3 separate regions of the Gasterosteus aculeatus genome follow, and all the other regions are linked to region 1. The links are chromatin contacts, called in public Hi-C maps. All regions are on one chromosome and are shown on one strand. The core of a region is the stretch at or near the end of the contact, and the rest is flanking DNA. Distances in the headings are between cores, read along the strand shown.

Region 1 (3,867 bases), core at 474-2,973:
TTTGTTGCTGTGTGTACGTGTGTTTGCGGCGGGTGTTGTGTGGCGGGAGTTCTGGAGAGAGGTTCAGGATGCGATGTACTCTGAGATCAGTCTTGTCTGCATCTGTCATGTTGGAGTGTGCTGAGTCTGTTCGTGTTTGAGACGGATGACTTGCTCCGCTCCCCAAGGTCCTCCTGTTATTCCGCGTCCTTTATCGCCTGCTGATCCGACAGACGGACCTTTGTTTGTTTGTGTGCGCGTGCGTCTCTGTCTCCGTGTGCGTAAAACCTCCGCATGTCCAGGGCCCCGTCGCATGTGCTTTCGTTGAGTGCACGAGGAACTGGGTTGTCCTTCCTCATGGTCTTTGCGTGTGGATGGACGTTTTTTAAGGCTGCGCAGGGGGTTTGCCGAGTTGGTAAATGGAGAAAAAAAGAAAGGTTGAAAGCTCTGCTCACCGGCGGGTACACCGGAGACGTGCAACACAGACACCCTGAGCTAAATGATGCAGAGGCTCTCTGTGTCTGCAGGCTGTGAGTCTTGTAGAGACACACACTCAGAGACACTTTGGGAGCTGCTGACAGGTCCGCTGCAGAGGTTAAAAGCTGTCATAAGTAGTCTTGAAGCTCGAGGCCATGGAAGTCCTCCATGCATAACCTTTGGCTCAGTGATGTGGGACTGTCTTGACTGATGTACAGCGACCACAAATACACACACACACAGATCAGCAAGGAAACTTCACAAGTTCCCGAACATTTGTAAATATACATGCTGGAATACAAAGTCACACTTGTGCACATATCTGTCCAGGCATGCAAGCATACTATAACTGGACACCCACACACACGGACTCAAATGAACACAAATGCACAGGGGCCAAAACACACACAATGAGAGATTCAGGGGAGCGTGTAAGAAATTGTGAGTGTAAAAGAGACGCGGGCTGGCAGAAACACACACACACACACACACACACACAAAAACATGCAGATACGCACACAATCCAACACTTGCATATGCTTCCTCCGCTTCACAGAGAGATCACCTCCCACTTCTTCTTTTTTTCCAAACTGAGCTCTCCTCCTCCTCTTAACTCCTCACTTCATCACCTCCTTCCATATTCCCTTACCGACATATGCACACACACACACACACACACACACACACACACGCTGGCATGCAAGCTCACTTCAGACGGATCAGGTCTCACCCCTCCCCGGGTCGTACGCTACCTCATCTTCGAAAAAAGGAATCTCCTGCTTCCTCTCCTGCCCTCCCTCACCCCTCTTTCCATGCCCTCTCTTAACACCTCACCCCTGCACACGCACACCCCCCCCCCCCCCCCCCCCCCCACCCTCCCCCACGCTATCCCATATTGCTCTCTGCTGGAAGGACTTAGAGGTGGCCTGTAATTTTGGTGTCGGAGGAGCTCTTAAGTCCTGCCTGATCTTCTGGCTACACAGGCAGCCAGTGTGTGTGTCTGTGTGTGTGGGTGTGTGTGAATAAGTATGTGTGTGTGTGTGTGTGTGTGTGTGCACATGTCAGTGTGTATTTTAGTGTGTATTTGCTTCCGTTGGGCCAAGTGCTTACATGTCTGTATATATTTTTCAAAACTATTTTCAACTGGGGTTGTGTGCAGCCGTGCGTGTGTGTGTGTGTGTGTGTGTGTGTGTGTGTGAGTGTGTATGAGAGAGAGGGAGAGAGAGAGAGCAGACTAATCGGGATGCAGGAGAGGAGCTCCCCCTCTGGCTGCATCCTGAAGCAGTAAGCCGAGCAACAGTTGTGTGCACCGGACCGCTAACCACCTCAAACCTCGACACTAATGCTGCGACGTGCTCGCCGCGGCGGCTACCGGCAACATCTACAGTTTAGCCCGACCCAAATTCGATATAAGATTAGCAAAAATGAAGATGCAGCGATGAAGTCCATGATAGGACTATTTCATTTTGTCTGCCGGGTTTCATTATTGAAGAGGAGGACGAGAAGGAAGGGTTCATCGGAGATGATGTGAAAGGTTCTGAGTGCGAGCGAGAGGTTGGAGGTTGATTATTGATTTCCAGTTCTATTCCTGGGACAGAGAAATGTAGGCAAAGACATCTATTTAGATCCATTTCATTGTGCAGTAATCAGGCTTTAGCCATGGCCTAATACTCGGGATTAGAAAAGGTTCAAAGTGCAAACATCCCGATCCCCCAGTATTATTCCAGTCTACCAACTTCTGTCTGTCTGTCTGTCTGTGTGTGTGTGTGCGTGTGTGTGTGTGTGTGTGTGTGTGTGCGTGTGCTCGCATGCATGCCAGATCTGCTGGGTAATCTGTGGAATCAGGCCCATAAACCTAATCTAACGCTCTCTGCGCTCGTTCAGGAGTGAAATATAATGTTCAAATAGGCTCCTTCTCCCCCACTTTGAATGCGGCGCGCTAATGTAAAGCAAAGACCAAGATGGAAACATGGCAGGTGTGAGCAATAGCCCGGCTCTGTTGTGACGCTGTTGTTTGATAGTCTAGCCCCGTGCTTTGCCTCCAACGGCATCCGAGCGGCTTTGTTTGCTGCTGTTTTTCCTGATGCTAAGTGTGAGCGATGGGATCCTGGTTGCGACTGTTTATTTGTTGAGCTTCTTTTTTTCCTTTTTTTTTTTTTTTTTTTCTTCTTCTCAAAATGTAGTCACTATTACTGCGGGTGGTTGCCGTGAATACGCCGGCTAGGCTTGGCTCGTCTAAGTGGAAGTGTGAATGCTGTGGAGAATGAGGGTTTGTGTGTGTGTGTGTGAGTCAAAGAAAGGTAGCCAATGAATGTCACCTCTCATCCACTTTCTCATTAAACAACCTGCTCTCTGTCTGTCACACACACTGTATCCATCCCCCTCGTTCGCTGCTTTAGGGCAGATGTTGCGCACAAGAGCAGGTACGCAAGCGCACACACACACACACACACACACACACACACACACACACACACACACACACACATGCCCACTGTATGAAAGCCAGCAGCCCCTCCTGGGCTGGACAGGAATAATAAGCAGCGGATGATTCATGATGGAGTTGGGGAGGAGGGATGTATTCAGCAGGACCACCTGAGTGACCTCATTTAGCAGACCTGAGAACAAATATAGACCGCCGAGTCACCCCTTAGCCTCAGCTTGTGTCGTCCCTCACACGTCTCTCCCACTCCTGCACCTCCGGGAGCAGTTCTTCGGCTCCATCCCGAACGTCCTTGGGTAAATCTGTGTGCATTCACATATGGATCTGAATGCGGCGTTGGCGGCGGTGTGCATGCGTAGTATTGGAACAGGAGCCCTTGTTGCGGGCCAGCTCTTTGACCCGGCGAGGCTTTCTGTTGGCTGACACGTTTTGCGCTGTAGAAATTTCCCAACATCAACATTTGGCACCTGGTTTCTCTTATGACTTCAGCAGCTGTAGTTCTTTTGTTCTCCCAGTGGCCCCTCTGCGGCCAGTGAGACACACCCACAGAAAGGGCCCTAAACTATACAAAAAAGCAGCTTTGGAGCCTAACCGCTTTATTAAAAAAGAGCAACATTCCTTCATGCAATGACCAGCTCTTTCGGTATCCTGGGCTCCTCGCGCTTAACCGGTTTGTTCCACTAAATCATTAACAGAAGAGAGGGGGTTTCTTTGTTCTTCGTCCTACGGTTTGCTTTATCCCCTTGGGTTTTAAAAATTTTTTTTTTATCTCCGCCGAGACACACAGGAAGACCCAATTCCCCAGTTTCCTCTTTCCAAAACACGACATGACCGTTGGCCTTTTAATATCTGGAAATCCAGATTTGGATTAACGTCAGGAGTTAGCGAGAGAAAGAGAGAGAGAGAGAGGCTTTCAGATTAAAATGAGCCGACAGTGTGTCCTTGTTGTGGACAACGGTTTTTGAGTT
Region 2 (3,867 bases), core at 412-2,911, 43 kb after region 1:
AGAGAATGGACAAGGTATCATAGTGTAGCGTGCCTTAAGTTCATACATGTATATGGTTCTGATTAATGTTACTGTTACGTAGGCCAGGGTTGGGGTACCGCCCCTTCCGGGGTAATGTGGGTAGTCTGGGAGCACAAGAAGGGGAAGTTGAGTTCTGACTAAAATGATGACCGGGTGTTGTGGAATGGCGTGGCTGTGGCCGACAACAGGCAACAATAAACCCGAGTGATAAGAAACTGGCTCTTTATTGACACGGAACGTTACAATAGTACGTGTATGTGTGTGTGTGTGTGTGTGTGTGTGTGTGTGTGTGTGTGTGTGTGTGGCAGCTGTGCCTGCCCTAGGGTGTTCCAAAAAGCACGGCCACAGAAAAGGAAGGACCTTACTTGAAATATGCACACATACAGTGTGAGCGAGAGGGGCGGACATAAAGGGGCAGCATCGTCGCAACACGTCGTTTGAAGGATCGGTACCGACAGAGCAAATGTTCCTGGTCCGGCTTTCGCCTGCTCCGACACACAGATACGTGCATCCTTCCTTCGGTGAATGGAGCGCCGCCAACACGCTCACCGGCTCACGCAGAGAAAAAGAAAAACCAAGCGAGGGGGAGCCGGCTGAGGGAAGGGGGGAAATCTGTCCTGTGATGGCTGTAAATGAGGGCCCTGGCGGCGCTGTCACATCGCGTTTGGCTGAGACTGGGAGGAGGTGGGGGGGGGGGGGGGGGCATGGACACTGTTTACAGATAATGAACTTGGGGGAGATGGCTGGAGCATGGGCAGACACTGATTGTGTCACAGCTAGTGGTGTTCCACTGCTCCCCCAGCGACAGATACAAGGCAAAAAGGAGCGAGAGGAGAGTCAACTGAGTGCAGAGAAGGAGGGAGAAAGAGAAGCCTAGAAGGCGACGTTCGAGATGGAAACACAGCAAGGGGAACGAGACGAGGCCCGCAAGCAAAAACATCCGAGCGTTTATTCTAATTAGAGCCAGCTAATGTGTCTCCAGGTATGGAGGCCGTCGGCGCTTCTCTGTGAGTAATCCATAGCACGCGTGGTCCCTTCGTACGTGGTTGACAGCTCACTGTTCGTAGGGTGTAACGCGGCCTCCTCGCCCGCTCCGTGTGTTCAAACAGGGTGATGCACGGTTACTCCTTCAGTCTGCACCCCACCCCCCCAAAGTGCCGCATCCATCCGCCCACCCAACCCCGCCACCCTTCCTCGAAGGACTGTTTTCTCCAGCCTCCCGTCGAGGTGATGAACGTGATCTCTCACTCTGATCATCTGTCTTTCGTAAAACACACGGAATCCGACATAAAAGGATTAATCCTGCTCGTGGGAGACAGAGCCAAATGTATAGATTTATAATTCCACACTCGAGTTCCCCGCCTTGTTTTAATGCTTCATAAACACTTGGTGTTTTCAGGTCTCTGTTCCAATAAAAACAGAGAGCGCGGGGGTGTAATATGTGGAGCTGGGGGAAATTAAAGCTGAAGTTCCTCTCCTCCTCAGTGCTTTCCCAGATCTCCCCCCCCCTCTCCCTCTCCCTCTCTCTCTCTCTCTCTCTCTCTCTCTCTCTCTCTCTCTCACACACACACACACACACACACACATGCACCCAGTTAATCAGCAGCCCAGAGAGAAATCTAAGACCACATCTACACCCAGTGGAAGGAACCTGATACAACCACATCCCCCCCCCCCCCCCCTCCCTTCTCTTCCACCATTCCCCCCCGTTCTCTTAATCATCAACACACACACATGCTCCTCCTGCCGATAAATCAGACGCAAGGTTCAGTATGATTACCTAAAGTTAATGAAGACTGAAAGCGATCTTGAACGCGGTTACCACGGAGACGAAGTCTTTGAAAGCGGAGGGCATAAGAAAAGCCTTTTTTTTATTATTTCTTTTTCCATTTCTGCCTCCGCTGCTATTTCCAAAAGTCGTTTTCACTGTGCGGTGACAAACATAACCCTTCTGACTTGTGGAAAAATAAATCATACTTTCAAGTGAAGACAAATGCCTTCTCCGTTGGGAGTAGCCTCGGGCTGTAGTCATAATGGTCTCTCTCTCTCTCTCTTTCTGCCTCCCCCCTCCCTCGTTCTCCTCCTCTCTTTTTCTGTTTGTCTCAGAGCAGGGAGTTTCCTGATCTAGTTCTGAATGTCCACCCAAAACGACCTTACAGGGCAGATCAGGTGTATATTCCTGTTTTAAGACTTTATTTCATGGGAAACCTGGAAGAAAAGCGGCTCCTCAGCCGCAATATGGAAAGGAAAACTAATCAGGAAGATCTTTGCAAAAACATGTAGCGCTTCGTTAACCAAAAGGTTCCCCGGCAGGACCTTTGGACCTTCTGTTGCATGTTGTAACTCTCTCTCTCCCCTCAATTTCTTTACTGTTATTTCTTAAATGAAAGCCAGATCGAATCTTTCTCACTTATGGTGATGTGATCTCACACAAAAATCATGGCCGTCTGTCTGTGTCTGTGTGTGTGTGTGTGTGTGTGTGTGTGTAAGTGTTGGTCCCGGCTCGGGCCCGGGTCCGGCTTGGGACAGGCCAGCTGCAGGAGTCTGTCTCCCCTCCTTGGTGCTATCGGGTTGCTTCTCCTTCTCCTTGAGCCCATTACACAGGCCTCTTTATGCTGCGCTAAAAGCTGCTCATGTTCAAACACTCCTGGGAAAAGCTCCTTAAAAACACGTCAGGAAGAGAGGCCCTGTCTGGTAAAATATTAATAGGAAGTTAATTGGTTGTTAATGGACTGGTGCTTGGGTCGGAATGGCCCTCCACTGGACAGGCCACAGAAACGATCCATTCAGGGGTGTCACCTTACCGCCTCTTTTCTAATTGTTTTCCGGTCACTGTAGCCGTGAGTTGCGGTGTTAAAAACATCATCGCTGGAGTTTTATGGAAGGTCCTGCAAGAAGAATTGAGCCACGTGCCAACCGCAATTCCACACGAGCGGGAACATTATGGGTGTTCGGTTACTTGGGCGTCAAGTTTTCTTCCCTTTTAAAAAATAATTGATGGTTGTTTTCCTTTGTGTTTTATTCTCGCACATCCAGAGCAACGATTGAACTCCCGTTAAGTCTTTCCTTAATCTCCACATGAGGGAATAGTTTCAACTTTTGTTGTTTGTGGTCAGCGCGTTTGTGCTCTCTGCGGTCACCGCTATCCACCGGGAGAGAAATCCCCCTTCTGCTGGAGTAGGCATGTAATATTGATGCAGAGCAGACTCGGAGAAAACACAGGAATCAAATGGAATCCAAACGAAGTTCAAATGTCGACATCAACGCATTCATTTTTAATCATTGCAAAGCTACGGGCCGCCGATCTTTTTAAGGGGAAGCCACATGGGCATGAGAAGCTGGGAATATTTAGAAATACGAGATAAACGTGCCCTTCAAACCCAACTCTGTTCAGCTCCAATTCACTTAAGAGAGCAACAAATACTTGTTGAAAGAGGTTGTCCAGGAAATGGGAGTTAAAATGGCGGTAGAGGTTACCCGGGCAGACTGCTTTTTAGTTTTACAGGCTTTTAAATTGTAAAAACAAACCGGTCTTCAAAGATATGCCATTTTCTCTACAGCTCTAATGTACATGCATTGTAAACATGGTTAAAACATGTATACTTTTCCTATGAATAAGAATAAGATATGATTTTTTTTATTAGTGTATTCTGGTGAGGTTTTCCTTCCAAGTTTCTTACCATTTGAGCCCCAAAGCTGCCTTTGACGACAATACACCCCTCATTAACTCGTCCCCTTCGATTTGACCTCCCCTCTTGCGACTGGCCATTTAACGGTGACCCCGTGCAGATATCGAGTGAATCCGTGTCCGATGACATTAGGAAGCACGTGTCAATGGATGGAACA
Region 3 (3,867 bases), core at 472-2,971, 39 kb before region 1:
GTCTCACATATCCGGTTGGGCCACAGCCAGGTCGAAGCTTTCACTTGTTTTGAGAAATACCTCAACATCTACTACAGTAGATATTGTGTGATATTCGGGGGCCCCGTAGGATAAATCTTTACGACCATTGGGATTTTTGCTCTAAGAGGTGGACATTTGTGTTCAAACGTGATGATAAATGTCTCAAAAATGTACGCCATTAGCATTGGTTACACACGTTCGTCTCCCCTTCGGGATGAACTCAGAAAAACATCATCAAAATCATCATTAATGAGGATAATCTTTTGTTTCTGCCCGACTCCATTTTGAATCTGAAGAGCGTGTGTGAGCTTGTGTGGTATCAAAGTACATTCAAGCTATTTATAGAGGAAGTAATCACAGCCACCTATACACATTAACATGATGACCTCATTTCTTGAAAATGCCATTATCTCATAGGTGGCTGTCTGGAGAGGGGGGAATAAATCAAACTGCCTTCTGCGTGTTTGACAGAACGTGAAACTTGCTCAATGCTTTCCTTTGTCCTTACATGTACTCCACTTGGTAGAGCTTTTATGTCTTGGTAGAATAGCGTGGATGATCCAATACCGGATGCTGTATATGGTGATGAGTTTGTCCTCTGCCACGTGCACTGTTCTCAAGGCAAAGGTCCGCGTTGTGTTGTGCTTGGCTCATGATGTGTTTTGAATTCCGCTGCTTCCCAAGCTGCGGTTGGATGAATCTCTTCCAACAACAGCACGCTACATCGATACCGTCGTCCTCGTTGGGCCGAAGCTCCTATTGACCGCTGAGCTCGGGCCCTTCTTCTCCCCCAAAGTTGCACAAAGGAGGCGTCTCATTGGCTCGCCGTGGATCGGGGCTCTATCCGTGACTGAGGTATCAGGTATCCCAGACGTCCCCACAGTCGGACGGGCACATGCCAGCTTTGTGCCAACCGGCCTGTGTTTGCTGGTTACTATGACAACTAAATTCAGGCACCATAAATCGTGTCTTAATTTCTCTTATCTCTCCTCTCTAATTATATTGAATCCAACCTTCTGTGTTCCATGAATCGATTTCGTCCCAGCCATTAGGGGGCGACATTGATTGAATTAATGCTCCAAAATTAAGAGAAACCCTCCCTCTCCCCTTATTTCTCTCTCTCTCTCTCTCTCTCTCTCTCTCTTTCCCACACACACACACACACACACACACACACACACACACACACACACACACAGACCCACAAAGGGGGCACAGACATGGACATGATCAATTATGTGTCAAGCATTTCTTCCTCAATGAATGAATGGCCCAATGACTATAGGCTACCGACCGTCTATTGTCTATGGACACTGGAGACTAAGTTCTCATGCAGTTCATTATCCCTAAAGGGGACAACTAGAAAGAGATCCAACGAGACCATTAATCATCATGCCTTTCACAGCGCATAGAAGGAAAGGACCAAAATAACAGTTGTCCTTTACAGTACATTCCAAAGATCATGTAAATGATGAGAGGCTTTAACGTTCAAGTATATTTATCGAGAGAAAATATTTCAAATTCCCTCTTCCCTCTACCTACCTACCTACCTACCACAGGCATAATTATAATTCCCTATTGCGAGGTTTTCATAGGGATATATTACAGGAATGTTACGGCATCCATGCTCAGTGCAGGATCTCCAGGGACAAGCAGGTCCTGGGCTTAAAGGGGACTTTTTTTTTTTTTTTTTTCCTCCAGTAGGCACTTTTACGCAGATACTCCAACAGCCTATCGCGCTCGTTTCCCCATCTCCACAGCTCTCAGTATGACGAATAACTCTAAAGTCCAATTCAATTTGGGTCGATGGCTCGGACCGACGTTTTTTTTATTTTTTTAAAGTGGAGGGATGGGGGGGGGGTGGAGATCCGGGGGTCAACCCAATAACAGACGCCCTCCCCTGGCAGCCCCTCCACGTCCCCATAAATAAATGCCTTCGCTTCCTGCATGCGAGTGGGGGCGGCGCGCTGTGATTGGCCGCCGCTCACCCGGTGGGCGGTCCCCGGCGTCGGTCCTCTCCGGCTCGGGTTACAGTTGAGCTCGAGCCGCTGCACTCAGCGGAGCGCAGAGTGGCTGGAGCGGGTTTTAAAAGAGAGAAATACACCGGCGTGGACGCGTTGACGAGCCGATTCAGAGCCACGGGAGCAGAACGATAGACTGATCTGACCTCAACCCGCCACTTCCCCCCCCCCTTTCCTTTTTAATGTTTGTTGGCCACCGAACAACAACAACGAAACACGACGTGCGGTTTAATTAACGCGGCGGTCACGCAGCACGTCCCCAAGCCGACTAGAGAGGCGACCCCGCGGGAGCGCAGCGCGCACGCGGAACGGCACCGGGACCCCCGCGAGGAATATTTACAATAGCAGCACAGTTCATTCGCGAGGAAGAATAGCAAAGGTTGAGGAGGAGGAGGAGGAGGAGGAGCGAAAGATAACAGTGGAATGAAGTGGACCTCGGGATTCCCGGCGCGCTGCGGAGTTGTGACTGACGGGTGAATGTGGCCATCTGTAGCTTGTGTACGGCGGCAGGTACGCGCACCATCGGCGCAGCTCTGAGAGGGACGCGACGCCTGCGCTTCGCCCAATTAAATCTCCAGATCGGAAAAGAAAAAACTATCCCACCGGTGAAGGATCTGTGCCATCGCGCATCGGGTCGCACCGCTGTCCGGTCCCCCCCCCCCCACTCGCACGAAAGGACGCGACGGGCCGCGTTGCCTCAGCCACGGGTCAAGCGGGACACTGAGGGGTTCTGCTCGTCCCACGGACAGTTTACGCTAGGACGCCCGGGAGGTCTGGAGCAGGTTTTCTTTTAAAAAAAGGAGGAGGAGGAGGAGGAGGGAGAGAAACAGCGGTTGGACAGAAGGACATGTATCTGATCACGACCTCTCATGCTCCCGACTGATCGCTGCTCACCTTCCCACCGGGCGAACCACAACTGAATGCTCGCGCGCACCGGTCCGACGCTCCGAGACCCCTTTTGGCTCACTGTCCGCGCACCGATCGCAATGGCGGGACTCGGCTGTTGGAAGCATTGCCTCTGGATCTTTATTTTAATGTGCAGGACGGCGTTAACCTCGACCAAATCGCTGGAGACTATAATCTGGGGCTCGCAGAATTCCAAGTAAGTCTCGTATTTCATGTTGTACCGGCGAGCCAAAAGTCGCTGGGTGCGCGCGCGCGTAATGGAGGACTGGCATTACTGGAAAAGTTACCATCGTGTGCGAGCTGCGTTAAATGTTCAGTTGGGTCCCTTCAATGTGGCCCTTGGAAAAGGGCGAGCACAATCTGTTTGCTTGTTCACCGTGTTGCTGTTGAATTATTTCCCGGCGGGGGGGTAAAGAAACACGGAATGTGCAGTGTTCTGCAATTTACAGTGGACCTTGCTATAATTGATGGTTAATCATAAGAACGTATGGTTATATTCACGCCCTCCTTTTTATAACCAGACACGGGTAAAGTCTGCCTATCTCCGCAGAGCTGTGCGAGCTTGTCCACTTCTTTCCTCGTCATTTCTTTCTAATTGGTGCAATTTGCCGAGTGGGTGACACAGGTCGTGGAAAGCTTGCCAAGTGTGCCAAGGTGTGGTTCAGGTCGCTGGATCCAGGACGATTGTCCTCTCAGGGCCCTAAACGTGGGCTACTTGGCTTCATTGTGTGCGTGAGGGCCACGCTGAGTCTCAACTCTCCCTAAGTTGGATTTGGATTTTTCCCACATATTTACGGGGGCGAGATGGTTTCACGTATCAGACGAGGAAATGCTCAGGAGATATTGAAATGTTCTGTTAAAAATTCTGGCTAAGTTTCTCAGCTGAAGCCAGACTATTTTTTTTCTTCTTCTTCCTTTT

What was found. Hi-C and Micro-C count contacts between places; a contact is called where the count stands out from the background.
Region 2: a Hi-C map of whole body shows a contact between it and region 1, with 1.7 times the contacts expected there. The contact joins two enhancer-like sites. A contact is called at or near these places in 2 of 6 Hi-C or Micro-C datasets (skeletal muscle and whole body).
Region 3: a Hi-C map of tail fin shows a contact between it and region 1, with 1.9 times the contacts expected there. The contact joins the promoter of efnb1 here to the enhancer-like site in region 1. A contact is called at or near these places in 4 of 6 Hi-C or Micro-C datasets (skeletal muscle, tail fin and whole body).

The regions. Positions count from the first base shown.
Region 1 is chr4:15,401,393-15,405,259 of fGasAcu3.hap1.1, forward strand. The region is part of intron 2 of efnb1 (ephrin-B1); the gene reads left to right. Among protein-coding and RNA genes, the nearest start is that of efnb1, 40 kb to the left of the region's middle. Within about 2 kb of position 1,724, at least 4 of the 9 cell types and tissues checked have open chromatin away from gene starts, as enhancers often do.
Region 2 is chr4:15,444,735-15,448,601 of fGasAcu3.hap1.1, forward strand. No RefSeq gene overlaps it. Among protein-coding and RNA genes, the nearest start is that of LOC100359388, 11 kb to the right of the region's middle. Within about 2 kb of position 1,662, at least 5 of the 9 cell types and tissues checked have open chromatin away from gene starts, as enhancers often do.
Region 3 is chr4:15,361,918-15,365,784 of fGasAcu3.hap1.1, forward strand. efnb1 (ephrin-B1) reads left to right here and starts at 1,722. Exons shown (of 5, transcript XM_040175606.2): 1 at 1,722-3,144. The coding sequence starts at 2,963.